Regions from separate parts of the Gossypium arboreum genome. Here region 2 is linked to region 1. The links are chromatin contacts, called in public Hi-C maps. All regions are on one chromosome and are shown on one strand. The core of a region is the stretch at or near the end of the contact, and the rest is flanking DNA. Distances in the headings are between cores, read along the strand shown.

The links. A called contact is a pair of places that touch in the nucleus more often than the background predicts.
Region 2: a Hi-C map of leaf shows a contact between it and region 1, with 3 times the contacts expected there. The contact joins the promoter of LOC108454521 here to the promoter of LOC108457130 in region 1. A contact is called at or near these places in 2 of 5 Hi-C or Micro-C datasets (both in leaf).

Annotation. Positions count from the first base shown.
Region 1 is chr9:58,712,506-58,716,868 of ASM2569848v2, reverse strand. LOC108457130 (1-aminocyclopropane-1-carboxylate oxidase homolog 1-like) reads right to left here and starts at 1,930. Exons shown (of 4, transcript XM_017755992.2): 1 at 1,242-1,930; 2 at 556-1,095; 3 at 168-489. The coding sequence starts at 1,088.
Region 2 is chr9:58,943,003-58,947,464 of ASM2569848v2, reverse strand. LOC108454521 (60S ribosomal protein L14-2-like) reads right to left here and starts at 2,880. Exons shown (of 5, transcript XM_017753007.2): 1 at 2,730-2,880; 2 at 2,550-2,651; 3 at 1,778-1,907; 4 at 1,410-1,522; 5 at 661-866. The coding sequence starts at 2,732. The coding sequence ends at 810. All of the region lies in intron 1 of LOC108454396 (peroxygenase-like), which reads right to left. LOC108456845 (a long non-coding RNA gene) reads left to right here and starts at 3,695. Exons shown (of 8, transcript XR_008270959.1): 1 at 3,695-3,933; 2 at 4,029-4,462.

The DNA.
Region 1 (4,363 bases), core at 681-3,180:
TCCACACTTTTCAGTTTGTCATTTGATATAAGCTGCAACAAAATACGATCAAACAGTATTTGGAGGATTACAAATGCATTACATCTATGTTACTAGGAGTCGAGTATGAATATTCAATAAATGTATTCAGCCCAGGTATATTCAATCTTTGAAGCAACATAACATACTTGTAAGAGATCTCCAATGTTAACAACCAAAGCCCCAGGCAGAAAAGGAACATCAAACCACTGATTTTGATGAAAAACTTGGAGTCCACCAATATGATCTTGAAGTAAGATGGTGAGGAAATCAGGATCAGAGTGCTTTGCAGTTCCCAGAGTCAGTTCAGGTTCAGGACATGCCGGGTAATAATGACTCAAAAGACAATGCCCTTTCGAACAATCCAACCCTATGAGGTGGTCGGGAGTTAGCCCTATTGCCTTAGATAGTAACTTAAATAAAGTTGTTCCTAATTTATGAATCTGTTTCGAGTACTCCATTGTTATATCTCTGCAAAATATGAAAATATTAACAACATTCGATGGGTTAGGCTTTAAAAATTAGGGATTTGAGTACCTGCAAACAAGAGGCAGTTGTTGAGGGTGAAGAGGTTCAGGTCCCATAACACAAAACAAAGTGTCCCTCCAATTTGCAAATCTCGACTCATATAAATCAAAGTTACTTCCATATATAACCTTTTTCGTCTTCTCCCTAGTATAATATGATTTCTTTACTTCGGATGGAAGCTCGTGAAACCCACGCGCCGCCGCCAACATCTCTTCCAACACACTTTGGGGCACCCCATGATTGACCACCTGGAAGAACCCAATCTCCCCACCCGCCTTCCGGATTCCTTCCACCACCTCATCGGACCGGGTTTTAATGTTTTCAAGGTCAACCACTGGAATCGTGAACTGGGTTGGGATTGGCTTGACGGAATCATGATCCTCCACCTTCGGCCGGCAGAAAATCCGGGGAATTTTGGTTATTCCGGCGTCGACGAGACCTTTGACGCCTGATTTAGAGTCGTCAAAGGCTTTGAGTTCTTGGAATCTGTCATAAGTAGTTGGAGTTTGGGTGCCGGAATCTCTTGTAAAGCTAGCAGCCATATTTTATCTGTTTGGAGTTGCTTTGTATTAAGACATGACAGGGATTTTAAAATGACTAAAATAACATAATACTCACTAACTTTAACTATTGTCAACTACCACTAAATGACTAACAAATTTATTCATGGAAAAATAAGTGCTCTGTTTAAGGACCTTCTGCAATGTTCTGTGCATGAGGAGGGTAAACAGCATTTGGTGAAACCAGTGACCATGGAAGAAGTTAAGAGTGCAATTTTTGAGCAGGGTAATGGAAAATCTCCAGGACCTGATGGTTATACCCCTCACTTCTTTGAGAGTGCACGGTCTGTAGTTTGGAAGGGCGTTTTTGCTGCAGTTCAATGCTTCTTTTAAAGCTCTGAAATGCTTCCTGCTTTCAATACAACAACCTTGGTGCTTATTCCCAAGGGGCAGAAACCTAGTAATGTTGCTGATTTCAAGCCAATTTCTTGCTGCTGTAACTAAGACCTTGTGAGATGGTTGACACCTCTTCTGCCTAATTTAATCTCACCACGCCAGAGTGCTTTTGGAAAAGGGAGGAGCATATCTGATAATTCTCTTTTAGCTCATGAGTTTAGAGGGTATGGCAGAGGTAAAATTTCAGTAGATGTGCCTTAAAAGTTGACTTGAAGAAGGCTTTGATTCATTGAGTTGAGGTTTATTCTTGGTGTTTTGAGACTAAGAAAGAAAGAAAACGAGGCAATGAACTAGCAAGATGAACTGATTTTCAACACTGTATTTCATTTCAGAAAATTGCAATATATATCTTTTTGTTTTCCAAACATATCACTAATCCAACTAATATATTGGAAATAAGAAAATTTGTACACAAACTGATTACGAAATCAGCACCTAAACACATCAAGCATTACCAACTTAGTTTGTTCCTAACTAATAGTGAGTTTGGATGGAGGGTGTGTTTATCTGCGGTTAGTGTAAAAACAGCGGTAGCGGTGAGATTAGATACTGTAGCGATATTGTAACGTGAGACAAAAAGTAAGTTAAACGGACTGCACCGCACTACACCGCCGCCCCAAACCCACCCTAAGTATGTTAACATAAGAACTGAACAAAAGATTAAACCAAAACATCGATTTTCTGCTTTAAGAAGACAACTACCACTTCATCTCTCAGTTCACTTTATCGCTGGGCAGCTTGCATTTAGTCTGTCCGCAGATATGCTTGCTGTTAGACAGTTCACCAATGTGCTTACACAATCCGCCAAGCCTGTCGTATAAAAATTCTTCGCATGACAGTTCGCATATTGATAGTCCGCAAGCCTTCTTATGCTTGGACTGTCCATCATGTAACTTAGAGCTAGAACTGTCCGCCATATGTGTTCGCTAATTGGACTGTTCACCATTTGTGCTGTTCGCCATGTGTGTTTGTCAATGCATGGTTGGTTATCTCGCAACATTTAGGCAGGGTGATCCATACCTATTTTTCTTTACCATGAATATCATCTTGAAACTACTGGATTTGGGAGCAAAGGAAGGAGTGTTCAGTTTTCATCCAAAATATCTTCGTATTCAATTGACTCATCTGTGCTTTGAAGATGATTTGCTTACCTTCTGCAAGGGTAAAGCAGATTCTGTGATAGGTATTTGGAGTATTCTTTCTACTTTTTATCAACTTTCTGGGCTTCAGTTAAATGCTGAAAAAAGTGAGATTTTTATAGCAGGTGTGTCACAAGAAGAACGCAATCTAATTTAAAGTTCCACAGGTTTCAGAATTGAGCAGTTGCCAGTGAGATATCTTGGTATTCCTCTAGTTACTATGAGACTTCCAAAGAAAGATTGCTTGCCTTTGTTGGAGAGAATCAGGTCTAAGATATCTACTTTAAGACTGAAACAATTGAGTTTTGATAGGAGAATGCAATTGGTTCAATCTGTTATCTTTCAGATTCAAAATTTTTGGTGTAGGCACTTCATTTTACCTAAAGAAATTCTTAAAAAGATCAACCAAATGTGTTCTAGTTTTTTTGGAAGGGTAATGAAGGCTCAGCTAAAGGGGCAAGGGTGAGTTGGAAGAAGATTTGTCTTCCTAAAGAAGAGGATGGACTTGGAATGAAGGACCTTGACAGTTGGAATAAAGCTCGTATTATCCAACATATAAGAAAACATTTTGGCAAGACATGGATCTCTTTGGATTGCTTGGATCAAAGAGTACTTGCTTAAAAAGTATTCTTTGAGATAGGTTCCATTGAAAAGAAACATTTGTTGGAGTTAGAGGGAATTCTAAAACTTAGAGAGGAAAAAGCAGCTGTGTTGGGAAATTTTGAGTTACATGGGAGGAAGGTCATTGTTCCCAAAATTTGGAGAGCTCAATAAGGCCTAAAGTTGAGAAGTTTGAATGGCATAGGATTGTTTGGTTTACTCTACATATTCCAAAACATTCTTTCATCACTTGGATGGAAATTCTAGATAGACTTCTAACCAAGGAAAAGTTGATATGTAGGGAAATGAGTACTGATGGTCATTGCTTGTTCTGTCATTATGAGATTGAAAATACGGATCATATTTTTGCAAAATGTGCATTTACAAAGAGTGTCGGAAACAAGTTCTGGTTTTATTCAATGTCGAAAGGACTATGGTAAATTGGCAACTTGAGTTTGGCTGGATTTGTAGCAAACTCAAAGATAAAGCTCTGGTATCAATCATTCTAAAATTAGCATGATGCTATTTGGAGAGAAGAAATAAAAGACAGTTTGGGGGTTTGGTTTGTAATGAAGAGGAGATTCTTAGAAGCATTAAAGAAGTGGTTAGCTTAAGCTTAAGGGAAGAAGATTTATAGAACTAACTATGTAAATAATATTGTGTTTAACTCTGGAATCTTTTGGAATAGAGGGTTTATCATGTACACATACTTACACCATGTTTAGTTGGGGTGAATAGAATGGGGATATAATGAAATAAAACTATAATGAAATAAAACTATAATGGAATAGAGTTGTAATAGTATTCTTGTATTTGGTTGGATGTAATAGAGGTTGTAATAGCGTAAAGAAAAAGGCTGAAATGACTAAAGTACCCTTAGTATAATTTTTTAGGTAGATGATTATTGTTATTGTTATTAAATTTTAATAAGAGCATTATTAAATATAATTTAATGAAAAATAATTTAATCATATTTTAACATAATAATTATTAAATACAATTTAGTAATATTCTTAATATAATTATTATTAAAATATGAATTAATAAGAATCATAATATATAATATTATAAAAATAATATATAACCTACTTTATTATTTTTAAGATACAATACATATTTAAT
Region 2 (4,462 bases), core at 1,631-4,130, 230 kb before region 1:
TCTCCTATTTTGAGTTCATCTACGCCACTCAAATTTGGGTTGGTGTCGAAAATGGATATATACTATTTTATATTTTTATTTTTCTGTTTTATACCCATGTTCAACATATGGATTTGACCTCAAGTCAAACTTGTACATATGACAAAAAAACTTATAAGAGAAAATTGAACATACCACCTTGGCGGAAAAGCATGTGCACGTAACAACCATACAGAAGTCCAGCTAATGGTGAGTGCTCACTCCTTTTTTCTTTTTCAAGTTATTAAAGGATCGTATCTTCATACTTAAAATCAAAGTAATATAGAGTTTGATATATTATGTGGATGGGATGAATGACATGCTAAATAAAATAAACTGTTGTAATGTGATTAATAAAAATGCTTTGTTTTGACGAAGATGAAAATAAGAAATGAGAGAACAGTGTAACTTCGATTACCAGATGCTTTGAGGCCACCATCTAATACGGGGAGCGGGTAATTCGATGTTACCTTTGTTGATGCTGATACCCGTATCACCAGAGGTGATAGGGGGGAGCTCAGGGTTTCTGTCATCTCATAGTTTTACTTTGTAGCATGGTTTAAATTATCGGATCAAATCCATCGATTAATCGATTTAATCAATTGGCCGGTTCAACTAATTGAACTAAAAACTGTGACAGGCTTAACCTCCGAAATCAAATGTTGCATCTACTAAAGAAAGTGCCCCCAATTGATTCTTTTTAATCCTTTCTTAGATAAAAACATACAAAAAAAAAATGCAGAATACTTGAAGACAAAATTAGCAAAATACTCAAAATCTTCTGAATCACTTCAAGATGCATTTTCCTTTTTCAACTTAGCAAGCTCTTGCCTCACAACTCCAGCTTTCTGCAAAATCATATCATATCCATTTTTGGTTCAGAGTCTACATAATAACAACAGAAACAAGATACTAGTGCTTCCAAGTTATTCGGGTTTTAATTGGAAAAAACAAAAAAGAAATAAATGTGGTTAAGTAACTATTGATTTGAGCTATTTAATGAGCCGGACTTGTGTATCCTAATACTTGAATTCTTTTATTAGCTCATAAGCCTAACCCAGTTTTTTTTTTTTTTTTTTAATTAATATTGATAAACCTCAAGTTCAAGCTCAAGTATAAATAATCGAGTTTGAAATTGAGCAAGAGAATAGAACTATATTTTCAGAGTAATAAATAAATTTAATCGAGTCTAATTGCGTAAGCTTGGCAATTCAATTTTTTTTAAAACCGATCTCAAGCTCTAAAAGCAAAACTCGATCGAGCTTATGTTAAGCTTGATCTCAAGTTGCTTATAGCTTAATATCGGCTATGCATGACTCGATTTCACTCTTACTCAAGAGTACCTAACATCAAACAAACAACTAAACACTCTACATGTTCCAATAACTAACCTTGATCTTGGCCAACATGATCTTGAATCTGTCGAAGTCATTGAGAGATGCTCTCTTCTTTTGAACAATCAGCTTTTTACCCCATGAGCTATTCTCCCACTTGTTTTTAACATCTTCCATTCCAATAAGAACAAAAAGAAAAGAATAAGCTATGTTACTTGGACTTGAATAAAAATGTCAAAAACCGATACGTTTCCAACACGAGTCTGTTCAAATTTTTCCAAGCTTTCTATGTATTTTAAAACTTTTGGGCAAATCATATTACCAACTCATGTCCAAATATGCATAGGATACAAACGTTAGACACAAGTGTTTCAACAAAAACGGAAAGTGAAACAATACTGGCAGACAAGAATATATTTTCTTACCAGCTTTTTCCATTGCTTCAATCAGTGTCTTCTTCTTTGGAACACGAGGAATGTCAATTTTGAAATCAGTCAATTGAAGCCTCTTAAAGTTCATTTGACCCCTCACCATATCTGGGGCATCAACTAGAGCCTGAGATGACGAGACACGAAAAAAAGCTCCATTCAAGTTTTACACAACTTAACATATCCATATTAGTCCTCTTCAACTACGTTCACGACTAAACTTGCACATTTAACACATTTACTATCTCAATATCATCCCATGGTATGCATATACAATAGTATCACAAGTAACAACCAAGGCAAAACAGAAACAGGTCAACAAATTAAACTTTTTCATTTTAATTTATATCATAATGTTGGCACATATTCAACACGTATGGAGTCAGATATAGTCCTAACTAAGGGCGTAAATGACATATACTAGTACTCGTTAACTTCTTCATTTTAATTTGTTTCGAAAGTTGGAATAATTGAGATTGAAGTCAAACAATTGAATGGTTATCATGAATCAAGCTCAACATCTAAAATTAAAGCTAGATCAAACTCGACTCGAGCTTAAAACCTCAAATTCCGAGTTAAGCTTGAGATTCTTACAATTTGAACTCGGATTTAGCTCGACTACAAACTTGGTCCTAACCTTTCAAACATAGAACCTATTTTCCAAATCAATCTCACCAGGAAGGAAACAACTAATCCTACTTAAAAACTAAATTTCCTTTTCATTACCATAGATGAAATAAATACATAAAAACTAAATAAAATTACATACTCTGTTCTGGTCAACAACATCGACGATGACGACGAGCTTGCCGTAGTCTTTGCCGTAGTTAACGAGAGCGACTCTCCCGATCTCAACGTACCTTTTGAACGGCTACACACAAAAAAAAAAAGAAAAATCAAAGAGTGAATAGAGTGAAAAGGGCGGCGTTAGAGATTGAAAAAAACTCACCATTTCTACACAGCGTGAAGAGCGTTCTGAGCTAAAAGGAGAGATTGAGCGGCCGAAGAAGAAATGTGAAGAGGGTTTTGAGAAGTTAGGGTTTTATTATATGGTACTTTTACAGGTTGTTTATAACCGTTGGATCTATCCTTTCTTTCCAGTGATGATGAGCATTAGGTTCGGGTCAATTTTATCTAACCCATATTGCTATTTGACAGATTAAATATTGTTAATAAATGTTAAAATATGCTGTTAAAATTTGATATTTAATTATTATATTTTAAAAGTTAAAATTTAATTTTTCTATTTTTAATTTAAAAATCTTAGTCCAAATATTATTGTCATAAGTCATATTTGTCAAAATTTGTCAACTTAGTATATTTCTTTCTTTCAATCATATATCACATCACATGAGGATAATTTAATTAACATGTTAAATTGATAAATTTTGATAGAAAAATAAAATAATTACCATATTAATAATTGAACTAGAATTTTGAATAAAAATATCATTTTAACTTTTCAAGTATAGAGACTAGGGCGAAGGTAGAAATTTTTTAGGGACCAAATTAAATTTTAATTTTTACATAATAAAATGCAATGTCATCATTTGAATAGATTATATCTTTATAATTTTTAAAGGACTAAATAAATTTTGTTATCATTTTTAAAGGGAAAAGTGTAATTTTACATTACTAATTTAAATTTTTTAAAATTTAAATAACCTAAATAAAAAATTTTCATTTGAAGGAGTTGGGGCTCCTGTTAGCCCCATATTACGCCACTGATAGAGACTAAATCTTAAATTTTATCAAAATATAAACATTAACTCAGGTTGGGCTTATATAAATAAAACAAACAAAAGTCCACTTGAAATTAAGGCCGGACATAACCCCTGGCCCAATAAAACCTTGACTGAAAACGACAAAAAAACTAGCTTATAAAAATAATAAAGAAAGCTCTAGATCATCAATTAAATGTTACCGTCTTATTTGCCCAATCAAATAATCTGACGCCTGTCATTTCCATCTTTTCTTTTAATTCAGACTTAATGGCAATACCATTTTCCAAGGCAAGCTCTAAACCACCGATGCTTTTGATCTGCCAATTTAGACTTCCCCCTTTCTTTCTTCTCCCCCTTTCTTTAGTCCGGTTCTCTTTCGCAGTCGATTTTCCTCTGATTTTCGGCATACGTGGGAACACTTTCAACCAGGTACATTTCTTCTTTTCTTCTTAATGATTCTGTTGCAAGTATGTGTACTAGACTGTTCGCTGATCTTGGGGTATATTCAAACCTTATTTTGCTAGATCTGGACTATAGCTGATGAATATCATGAATATAAACCCCTATTTGCGATTTATCCTCCCCTTTCGCCTTGCATTTCTTTATTACCGATAAAGAGTCGCCTTCGATAATGATTTCCTTCTCTTGCATGTCGAGTGCTATTTGGATCGCTTTTCTACAAGTGAGTGCTTCGGCTGCGAAGGTGGAGAGAACTCTATGGTGAATCTCTGTGCATGACAGGAGGACGAAACCTTTGCTGTTTTTGACTACTATCCCGGAAGCCGATTGTTGGTTGCGCTCATTATATGCTCCGTCAAAGTTTATTTTCACTATTTGACCAGGTGGGTGTTTCTATTTAGTATTCTCCTTAGAAACTATGGAAATAGTGCTCTCTAAACCATCCATTTCTTCTAAGTAGCTATGAACAAAGCATGCAATTTCCTGACTAGATCTGTTT